Regions from separate parts of the Muntiacus reevesi genome. Here region 1 is linked to region 2. A link is a contact called in public Hi-C data. All regions are on one chromosome and are shown on one strand. The core of a region is the stretch at or near the end of the contact, and the rest is flanking DNA. Distances in the headings are between cores, read along the strand shown. Region 1 holds the start of ABHD16B (abhydrolase domain containing 16B). Region 2 holds the start of SOX18 (SRY-box transcription factor 18).

Region 1 (5,373 bases), core at 49-2,548, 140 kb after region 2:
GCGCACCTGTGCTGCCCCCGAAGCCCGGGTGGTTCCAGCCCAGCACCGAGTAGCCAGCCTCCAGCGGCGCCGATAGGCAGCCCATCTCGTAGAAGCCGGCGTTGCCCTCGCAGCAGATGACCAGGCGCAGGCCTCGGCCGTGGCTACCCGGGTGCTGGCGGCGGTCCATGAACATGGTGTCGATCTCGTTGCCGTCACAGGCCACCAGCTTGGCGCGCCGGCCGCGGTAGCGCTCCACCAGGCGCTCCTGGCCTTGCTGCAGCAGCGGCAGCAGCGCGCGCGTCATCAGGAACATGGAGCCGGGGTACACAAGCCAACGGCCCAGCGAGTGGGCCAGCACGTAGCTGGCGAGCTGGCTGGGCAGCTCGCGGATCTGCTGCAGGAGGCACTGCGCCTGGCTGCGCACCGCGCGCGGCGGCCGAACCGACGAGTCCTCGCCCAGCGCTGCGCCCCGCAGTAGCCACACGCCCGCCGCGGCTGCAGCGCACGTCAGCGCGCGGTGACTGCTGCCGCTCCTAGCGGCGGCGCGCACGTCATCCCAGCGGAAGTCCACCGGCCAGCCGCGGAAGTTGTAGGTGTAGTTGGCTGTCAGGTAGATCTTGAACACGTGCACCAGCGCTTTCACAAAGCAGACCACGCACATGGGCACGAGGCCCTGAGTGCTGACCGAGCCCTAAGACCCAGTCGCCGGCCCGGGGTCGCGGTGGTGGTGGGAGGCCCAGGCCCGGTCCAGCGGGCGGTGGCAGGGGTGGGCGCGCGCTAGGCTGCCTCAGGACATGTCTCTTTGGGGCTTGGCCCTCGAGGCTTTTGTGACCTGCGCCCGCTGGGGCCCAGGGTAGTCGGCCTTTGCCTGGCTAGGGCCCGCTTTGTGAGTCACCGTTGCCTGGGGAGAGACCCGTGATGGGCGCACAAAGGATTCGCAGGCGTGGTGGACCCAGTTCTGCCCCGCCCCCCAGGACACAGCCTCAGGACCTCGGCGCAGTCACACCCTCAACAGGCCTTCTCGGACCGAATCCTCAGATTTCATTAGCCTCTCACCTAAGGGCAGGCCCACCTCCACCCAAGCCCGAGCAGCGTCCCGCCCCCTCCTCCCTGAGCTGTAGGTGGACACACAGGTCGGAAATCAACAGTGCTGACCTCATACTGGGTCTCACGGAGAAAAATGCAGGGCCGCCCACCACCTTGAGCCAGCTTGTGGTGAGAACCACCCGCCCACCTTCCAAAGTACCCACCTTGGTGAGAGAGGGACCAGAGGCAGGGGGAAGCAGCCCTGGGGATCAGGCTGTGAGAGTCTGAAAAGGCTACATGGGCCCCGGCTCCCCCACAGGCAGGGTGAAGGAGAGGGGAGTGGGTTGGGGGAGCGGTTCTCTGCCCAGCACTCCAGGGGCAGGGGCAAAGCTCAGGAAGTCCCTGGGGGAGCAGTGGAGGCTAGCTGCTGGGGCTCTTTTTCACTGCCTGCACCCCGGCCCTCCGCACCTTCTTTCCCAGGAAGGGGTGAGTGCAGGCTGGAAACCCCCGCCTGTTCTGGATCCTCTTTCCACTGGCGCCTGCAGAGGCAATGACCTTCTCCAGGTGGGTCCTTCCTGGCCAGTGTTCCTCATTTAGAGCCCCTGGTTGAGCTCTCCTCCCCCAGAAACCACCCCACAAGCTGTCCCTTCCTCTTTTCTGGAGGGCTTTATTGGGTTCTCCTTTCTGTCCTGCACCAGTGAGAGCTGGCCCACCTGATGAGGGCGAGACAGAGTCCCCGGGGGCAGGGAGGCAGGGAAGAGCCAGGCTCCTGGGGCGCCTTCAACAGTTGCATGGACCTAAAAGGGAATTTGGCAAACCCAGCCCACTCCTTGGAACCCAGGAGGCCTGGAGCCCAGCCCTCTGGGGAGGGGCTCCAGACCCAAGTTTGCTCTGCTCTAATGCTCTGTGCAACTGAGTTGGAGGCATTGCTGGCCCAGTCAGCCCCCACCTGGCTTGGGAAGCAGAGCTGAAGATCACTGCTGTCCTTTGGGGTTTGTGGACAGGAGGGGTCAATGGGCTGTGAGTGAGCTGAGAGGGTTGAATGTCCATCCTCCACCCCCATTGCCACGTAAAATACAGAAAATCCAGTTAAAGTTAAATTTCAAGCAAACAACCGAAGCTTTCTGAGTATAAGTATGTCCTAAACATTGCATGGAACATACTCATATGAAAATATTGCTTATCTGAAGTTCAACTCTAACTGGATATCCTGATTTTTTGCTAAATCTGGAAACTCAACCACCAGGACGCCTCCCCCCAGGCCCCGAGGTCCAGATATTCCTGATCATCCAGCTCTTGTTCCACTCTGGGCTGTTTCACTCATCAGTTAGGTCCTGAGACCCGAGAGGGTGGCCCAGGGTCCAATGTCCCCCTGGACAAGGGCTCTACTCCTATTTCTTCTGCCCTGTAACCACCTCACCTCTCTCCTGCATCTTGAGTGGCAGCAGAGGTAGTAGGGGGACCTGGGTCAGGTGATGGGCACAGCTGTCTAGGGGAGTGGGTGGTCCTGGCCCTCCTGAGCTGTCCACCCGGCCCTGAGGTCAGAGGTAGAGATGGGACCTTGGGGAGGATGTGGCCATTTCCTCTCCTAGGAACCTCTTTCATAAACTCATATCCTAGCATGGGGGGTGGGGGGAAAGTGCAGACTCAGAGGCTCCAGGTTCATCTTGTGAGCCCTCAGAAGCAACCCCAGCAGCAGAGCAGAGGCCCTGTGGTGTCCTCAGTCCGAGTCCCGGCAGACACAGAGGATGCAGTGGGGCATGCTGCAGGATGGTCCCGCAAAGACAGGTGTGGTGCGGAGGAGCAGCGCCCTCCTGGGGGAAGCCTCCCATCTTGGTTGGAAATAGAGGTTTTCCTTTGGCCAGGCCCACCTACCTGCCCTTGGCTCCCCCGGAGGAGCAGGAAGCTTGGAGGAGAGGGAGCAGAGGTCAGCAGGCTGGAGCTGCTGACCCCGCCCCCAGAGCCCTTAACCTGTGTCTGGCCTGAGCCCTGACCCCCAGCCCTGCCCCCAGCCCACCGGAGCCCAAATGCCCCAGAACCATCAGCTCTGTTAAGACAGGAAGGCCCATGACAAGAAAGGAGCCCTCCTCCAGCTGTCTCCTCTCCAGGAGACCCCACTAGACTGGACCCGGTTGCTCAGGGAAGGTGGAGTTGTGAACCCAGCAGTGTCCACCCAGCAGTGGCCCAGAGGCCACCCAGCAGTGCCCACCAGGCGACATCTGAGCATGCACTCCCCCCCACCCCCTCAGCCTGGGTTGGCTGGGCTCTCTGACCTCTGGCCTCCGTCCTGCAGGGCTCCCGCCCTCCCCCGCTGAGCAGGGTTCCCTCCTGGCCAGTTCTACTCAGCTTCCCCAGAGGCCCTGATGTAGGCTGCCAACCTCAGGGAAGGAAGGAAGGAGAGAGAGAAAACCAGTCCCAGAGGCTGGAGCGGCGGGGGTGGAATCAGAGCCCTCACAGGGGCGTCCAGGCTCTGAGGCAGTGCTGTCCTTGGGAAAGCTGCCGCTGCCCCACGGGAGGGGAGCTGAGTCTGCACAAACGCCTCTGCTCAGGAAATGGGGTGCAGGGAAGGTGGGGGGTGGCTGGGAGCCTGAGGCCAGGAGGGGACGCTTCCTGGCGGATGCGGGGTCAGAGGAGGGCGGAAATGGCCAAGACAGCTGCTGAACATCTGGAGTCACAGAGTTACCGGCGCCCTCACGGATGGCGGGGCTTGTGGGGAGCCATGCACGCCTACACCCTCTCCTGCCTTCCTGCAGGTCAGTCTCAGCCTCCCCTCCCACTGCCCCCCTGTCAGGGTAAAGAAGCCACCCCCTGGGGGCTGCACTGTGCACAGGCCCCACGCAGCCCAGCTCCCGAGATGGTCCCCAGGGTCCCCTGCACGACTGGGAACGTTACCGCACACTCCGGGTACACTGCTGGCTGGGAGCCCCTGGAGGTGGGCTCATCCTTCCCAGTGCTGCAGCCACCCCCCCAGGTTTTCATGTAAGGTGCTGGCTACATGATGTTATTCACAGTGTCACATGGGCTCCCTGCCATGAGTCATGCAGGGTGCAGGAAAGCTAACAGTCCTTACCAGGCTCCTCTCTTGTACCCAGAGACCATAACCTTCTCTTCTTGCCCACAGACATGCCCACCCACAGGCCCAGCTAGTGGGGTATTTTATCATGTGCACGTTGCTGGGCAGTTGACCTTTCTCATGAGCATCACTGCATGCCTGCAGATGCCAGCAGTTACTCCTCTCCACGTGAGACACTAATGCCCCAGTGCCCCCTCTGCTGGTGGGGACCCAGGTTTCCAGATCTTTCCCTTCAGCCGTGGCTGCCAGCAGCACCCTTGCCCAAGGACCCTTCCTCTCAGGGCTTCCTCACCAGAGTCCTGAGTGTGCCCCAGGGTAGTGGGGGATGCCAGATTGCTTTTCCAAAGGCTTGTGCTGGCCTGAGTCATGTAGGGAGCTCCCCAGCATGGCCAGGAGTGTGGTGGTTCAGTATTTGCTGGTCTGTGTATCTATAAGTTTAATGAATGTTGACTGATCCTGACCAGTTGGCCAGGCACCAGGAGCCATTCCCTCAGTCAGGCAATCCAGCCCTGCTTTTTGCCCACTGCCCCTGGGAGGCCCCTCACCTGTGGGACCCCCAGACTGGCCAGCCTCTCTCATGGTGGCCAGATGGAAACCATGGCCTGGATCTCAGCCAGCCATGGCTCTGGCAAGGGAAGATTATGCAGGTTGGGGGTGATGGAAAAGATGGGGATACACTTGGCCTGGGAGGCAGGTTTTGGGGGTTGGCATGGTACGTTTTCAGCAGGGGTCCCTGAAAACCAGTGGTGGTGGTGGGAAAGGGGACCAGAGTGGAGGGCCTGAGATGGCTTCTCATCCACTTGCCCCAGCCGCCTCCCCAGCTGGAACCCTGGTCCCCACCCATAGAATCTCTCCTGGGGACTCAGACTCCGTGGCAGGGGTGGACCCAGGTCCCCAGAGGGCACAGAAGTTGCCTCTCCTTCCTGGTTCCTCCACACAGAACTATCAACATTTTTCTCCTGGTGGTGAAACAGAATGGGGGCGGTGTCTCCAAAGAGGTGGCCCACACAGAGGTCCTTGAGAACTGGAGGGAGCTGGAGTCCCCACCCCAGCACTGGTCACCTCCTCCTGCTGCCCCAAGGGTGTGGCAGTTCCTCTTTGGAAACTGTTACTGGGAAGCCCCCATTCCACCCCCAGCAGCAGCCTGGGTCTCGGCAGTCACCCCAAGAGTAAAGAAGCTGGAAGGGAGGTGGGAGGGGTGGGGTCTCAGGAGCTGAGCCCTCAGCTCTCCTCTGGAGAGCAGGAGACAGCCTGGGTGTGGACTGGGTAGGGGTAGCTGTCCTTAGGCCCAA
Region 2 (5,661 bases), core at 363-2,862:
CTTCCCAAGCCCAGTGGTGATCAGCTCAGACTCCTGCTGCTCAGGCTGAGCCAGGCCCTTGACCCAAGACCACACCCAGAAGGCTGCAGGGAGATGTCACCTCTGCCAGATGCTGGTCCCACAGACCCATCCTTCAGCCCCAAGTCTTCCTCACATGTCTCTTCTCCCAACCCCAGTCCACCCACATTAGTCAAAGGGAAACTGGCACCTCTGGGAGAGGTTGTACACCCGTCCACCCTCAGGCCCCCCATTCTTGCCTACCTCCCAAGAAAAGCCAGTCTTCCCCCCAGACCCAAGGGGACCCCATCAACTGTCCCCAGTCCGTCAGCATGCGCTCGGTGTCCATGAATTAGGCGCCAGAGCCTGGGAGATGGAAACCTGATAGGAGCCACCGAGCCTGCACTGATGGGATACACACCCAACCGACCTCATGGTGGAGGACCCCTGTGGGGGTGCTGGCCTCTCCGCAGGACAGCTCAGGAGCGGTCGCTTATAAGCCCTGACTGTGGCCCAGAGGGACTACCAGATCCAGGAGTCCTGGCCACCCACAGCTAGGATCACTGTCACCTGAGGTCACATATCATGGAGCTCTCAACACATGGGATGGGACTCCTGATGAGGTAGTGGAGCTATAGAGCTCCCAGACTGCCAGTGGATGTGCAGGAGGAAAACCTTATCCTACAACCCCCTCACACACACAGTCACAGCCCCCCTAGAACCACCCTCAGCATGGGGGCAGGGAAGCAGCTTGCCTGGGAGACACCTCCCAGGGTCTGGGAACCCAGGCACCCTCTGGAAGGGGTGGGAGGGGACTTCAAGGAGGCTGGCAGCTCCTCTGGACACCCTCAGGGGTCTGATGGCCCAGGGGAAGCGCCCTCCTCCTGCCACCTGCCCCAGCCTCACTCCTGCAGCAGCACTGGCCTGGCCGACTGGACTGGGTAACCAGCTACTACAACTGGTCAATCAGGCCCTGGAGAGGGGGATGAGGCGCGGGGCTCCAAGCACTGGACTCCTTCCCTTGCTCTGCTATAGATGCCAGCCACCTACCCTCTCCTCCAGGTACTCAGCTGCTGCGGTTTGCCGATTTTCCAGCCTTGCGAGCAGGGTGGGGGACACGGTGAACATCTCCCTTAACCCCATGAACAGACCTGGGAAGCGGTGGGGAGGAGGGAGGCTCAGAGTTCCCAGAACTCCAAGTTCCACATGTAGGTGAAGGACGGGTGAGCAGTGATGCCCTGGGTTACTCAAAGCAGCTCCCTCAAGACACAAAGCGCTTTTCCCAAGGTGAACTTCCCTTGGAGTCAGAATTTGCTGGGAAGGCAGCCGCCCCCGCCCCCAGTTCCTGCCCGGGGGTCTGATTCTTAAAGTCTGACAGCCCCCATAAGGCCGCCCCCTGCCAAGCTTCGGGCCACATCAGCCGCCCTCTCCCATTCAGAGGGGGTCTCTCCTTCAGAGGGGGTGCGGGGGGCGCCGCTTCGAGGAGGCCACGGCGGAATCTCGCCCCGCGGAGAAGAAAGGGAGCCCCCGGGAGGAGGGGGGCGGCCCCGGCCCGCCCAGGCCCGCCCTGTCCGCCACGCCGCCCATTGGCCCCCGCGCTGCTATATCTGGGCGCCCACCCGGCGAGAGGCCACTGCCGTCCCCACTGCCGCCCGCCCGCCTAGCGCGTCCGACCCCGACGTGCCCGCCGCCCACCCTCCGCGCTCCCGCGCTCCGTTCCGCCCAGGCCGCGCCCAGCTGGAATGCAGAGATCGCCGCTCGGCTACGGCGCACAGGACGATCCGCCCGCCCGCCGCGACTGTGCATGGGCCCCGGGCCCCGGGGCCGCCGCTGAGCCGCGCGGCCTCCCCACCGTCCCTGCCGTCCCCACCGCGCCCGCCGCGCCTGCCTCGCCGCCTAGCCCGCCGCGCAGCCCGCCTCGCAGCCCCGAGCCGGGGCGCTATGGTCTCAGCCCGGCCGGCCGTGGGGAGCGCCAGGGGACCGACGAGTCGCGCATCCGGCGGCCCATGAATGCCTTCATGGTGTGGGCGAAGGACGAGCGCAAGCGGCTGGCGCAGCAGAACCCAGACCTGCACAACGCGGTGCTAAGCAAGATGCTAGGTGAGTGGCCGCGAGGCAGGGGCGGGAGCTGGGGCTGGGGCGTGGGCAGGGGCTGGGGCGTGGGCAGGAGCTGGGGATGGCGGGGGTGGGGGGGGTCTGCCGGGGTCCCGGGAGGCCTCACGCAGGGGCGCGTGCTGGGATCGGCTGTCAGCCTGCCAGCTCTCCCGACGGCACCCAGCTGATCCGCGCCCGCGGCCCGCAGGCAAGGCGTGGAAGGAGCTGAGCCCGGCGGAGAAGCGGCCCTTCGTGGAGGAGGCGGAGCGGCTGCGCGTGCAGCACCTGCGAGACCACCCCAACTACAAGTACCGGCCGCGCCGCAAAAAGCAAGCGCGCAAGGCCCGGCGGCTGGAGCCCGGCCTCCTCCTCCCAGGCTTGGCGCCACCGCCGCCGCCGCCGCCTCCCGAGCCCTTTCCCGCGGCTACGGGCCCGGCCCGGGTCTTCCGCGAGCTGCCGCCGTTGGGCGCCGAGTTCGACGGTCTGGGGCTGCCCACACCGGAGCGCTCGCCGCTGGACGGCCTGGAACCCGGCGAGGCCGCCTTCTTCCCTCCGCCCGCGGCGCCGGAGGACTGCTCTCTGCGGGCCTTCCGTGCGCCCTACGGCCCAGCCGAGCTGCCCAGGAACCCAGGCGGCTGCTTCGGGGCGCCCCCGGCCGAGGCGCTTAGGACCGCGCCCGGCCCCGCCGCGCCACTTTGCGGCCTCTACTACGGCGCCCCCGCGCCCGGCCCGGGCCCCTACCCGGGCCCTCTGTCGCCACCGCCCGAAGCCCCGCCCCTGGAGAACGCCGAGCCGCTGGGACCCGCCGCCGACCTGTGGGCCGACGTGGACCTGACCGAGTTCGACCAGTACCTCAACTGCAGCCGGACTCGCCCCGACGCCGCCGGGCTCCCTTACCACGTGGCGCTGGCCAAGCTGGCCCCACGCGCCATGTCCTGCCCCGAGGAGAGCAGCTTGATCGCCGCGCTGTCCGATGCCAGCTCTGCTGTCTACTACAGCGCCTGCATCTCTGGATAGGTCGCCTGGGGCACTGTGCGATGCCTCTCTCTCAGAGGTGGAGTTGCCGCTACTCGTCACAGACCCGCAGGAACCCGCGACGCTGGGCCTTGGCCAGGTCGAGGGCACCCCAGACGGGAGGGTCACCACGTACTGGGGCTTGGCCGGGAAGCCCAGGCCTAGGACGTGTGGGCTGACCCTGCCAGGGCTAAGCTTAATCCTTTTCTTGCAGTGTATTTTCTAGAACTAGGCTGTGTTTTTTACTTTGCCTTTTTTATATTCGTAAAACAGTATATTTAAGTTTTAATTAAACTTTTTCTCCCAAGGGGTTTCAGTGATGCAAAGCACCAATGTAGCAAGGGCTTTTTAAATAACATTTGTTTGCTGTAAAGGAGGAGCCAGGAGCTGGGTCCCCCTGGACCAGGCGAGGCCACAATAAAGCACCTCACCTTTCCTCCAAACTCTAGTGTCTGTGGTTGTTGCAGGGCAGATGGGGGGTTTTGGGGGTGGGGAGGAGCAGCTCCCTCTAGAGCTCTGGATGTGCCCCTCCCTCCAAATCCCCTGAGAGCCTGACTCCCAGCTGGGCCCACAGCAGGCAGTTCTCCATCCCTCCAGGACAGTACCCCAGGCAGCTGGTGGGAGGAAAGAGGTGAGGGCACTCCTCACCCTCCCAGGCCCCCGTTCCCTGCCACTCTCTATTTTAACTCAAGCCTATTAGGGGTCAGAAATCCCCCCACACTCTCACCCAGGTTTCATCATCCTCATCTCATCCTTAAAACTTTCTTCAAGCCCAGTGACTGCCCAAGACAGCACCTCTTTCTGAAGGAGGCTGACGCCGGTCTGCAGAGCTAACATCCTGGAACCCCAGTCCATCATTCTCACTCAACCCAGTGTCCCAAGAGAGGGTAACACCATGACCAATCCCTGCTGCTCCCCAGGGTGACCTGTGCAGGCTCTCCAGTGACACATGGTCAATGACCAGAGCAGGGGGCTCAGGCTTCCCATCTCAAGCTTCCCACTTTGGAATCCATCACTCTAGCCCTGTGCCCCATCCCCGCAGGACCGGATGCCCTCTTTCCATACAGCCTCCTGGGTACCCCCAGCACTGGGGAGCCCATGAGTTCAGGGAAAGTTTGCAACAATCAGCTTGGGGGATTCTTTCCTGGGACAGGGTCCCAACACCAGTTCTCCGCACACCCACACTCTTCTCAGGGCCACAGAGGTCTTCCAAGAGGAGGGGTCATGTGTCCCCTGGCCGGTCCTCCCCCAGTAGCATATGGGGCTGATCTCTGACAATCCTGACATGGTGTGTGCACCCTGGGACATGGGCATCTTCTGATGATGTGGGCTGCTCTGTGGCTGCCATTAAGTCTGAATCTGACTACATGTGAGCAAGTTTGCACATGCTCTGAGCATGGCAGTGATGCTGTGACAGCGTGTCCATGTGATTCAACGTGACCCTCCATGATGACTATGTGTGTGACACAGTGTCTGAGACTCTGTGTACATGTGTGTCTCCCTGTCAGCTTGGGTGTCGGTGCACGGGGGTCCACTGCCTGAGTGTGTCTGAAGGGGTGAACAGGCAGTGGGTTGTTCTTATTGGTGTCCTGCCTCCAAGGAATCACCTCTCTAAACTGGCATGAAAAAAAAATAATAAACTGGCATGAGTCTTACACCTCAGCGAGCAGAATGGGGCAGCAACACCTGGGCCCCCTTCACCCCCATCCCCACCACATTGTAAGCAGGGCCCAGAGACCTCCAAAACAAAGGGACAGAGAAAGACAAGCTGAGGAGATGGATGTGGACGTAGAGGCAGGAGCCCTGGGCAGGTCAAGGCAGACAGAAATGGCCTCCAGGACACCAAGGACAGCGCTGGTACACAGGAAGAAAGCAGGGAATGAGGCCCAAAGGGACATGGGTGGTCCAGTCCAGCTGCATTCGTCATGGCCGGGGGTGGGGGAGGAGGGGGAGCTCTGAGACACCAATGCCAAGTCCCGGGCTCAGGCACAAAGGTCATGTCACCCGTTAGTGTGCACACGCAGCTCCCATGGCCTCCGACTCTCACTTTGGGTGGGCCTGGGGGACAGGTGACCCACCCACTGGAGCCCTGGGTCAGCTGGGCCAAGGTGTGCCCCCCACCATGGGGACAGTCTCTGTAGGAGGCATACCCATAGTAGCCAGAGTCCAGTAGCTTCTGCCCTCTGCCCCACCCCCAGGGCAGACCCTCCCATATCTTCACCCCACTCCCTGGCCAGGACAGGGCGAAGGGAGTGCCAGCCCAGCCTCTCCTACCGCTGAGAGACCCCTGCCTGGGCACAGGCATCTCCTCACCTGTGTCCCCATCCCAGAGACACCCATGGACACGCAGAGAGGCTGACTGTCTCTCCTGTACAGGGAGCAGTTTTCTAGCATTCTCCTCACTTCACCCTTGGGGTAGGGGTGGGGATGGGGGCCCCAGGTGCCCAAGTGGGAGCAGCCAAGCAGCGTGCCCCCCAGAAGCCCCTCCCCCACTGCCAGGGTAGGAGGGGCGGGTTCTCAATTTGGGTCAAGTCCTTGGAGTCAGGGGCTGGGGGA

What was found. Hi-C and Micro-C count contacts between places; a contact is called where the count stands out from the background.
Region 1: a Hi-C map of blood shows a contact between it and region 2, with 2.2 times the contacts expected there. The contact joins the promoter of ABHD16B here to the promoter of SOX18 in region 2. A contact is called at or near these places in 2 of 3 Hi-C or Micro-C datasets (blood and muscle).

Annotation. Positions count from the first base shown.
Region 1 is chr2:52,476,420-52,481,792 of mMunRee1.1, forward strand. ABHD16B (abhydrolase domain containing 16B) reads right to left here and starts at 1,299. Exons shown (of 1, transcript XM_065921611.1): 1 at 1-1,299. The coding sequence starts at 643.
Region 2 is chr2:52,339,442-52,345,102 of mMunRee1.1, forward strand. It overlaps SOX18 (SRY-box transcription factor 18), which reads left to right and starts at 1,613. Exons shown (of 2, transcript XM_065919660.1): 1 at 1,613-2,097; 2 at 2,300-3,539. The coding sequence starts at 1,740. The coding sequence ends at 3,108.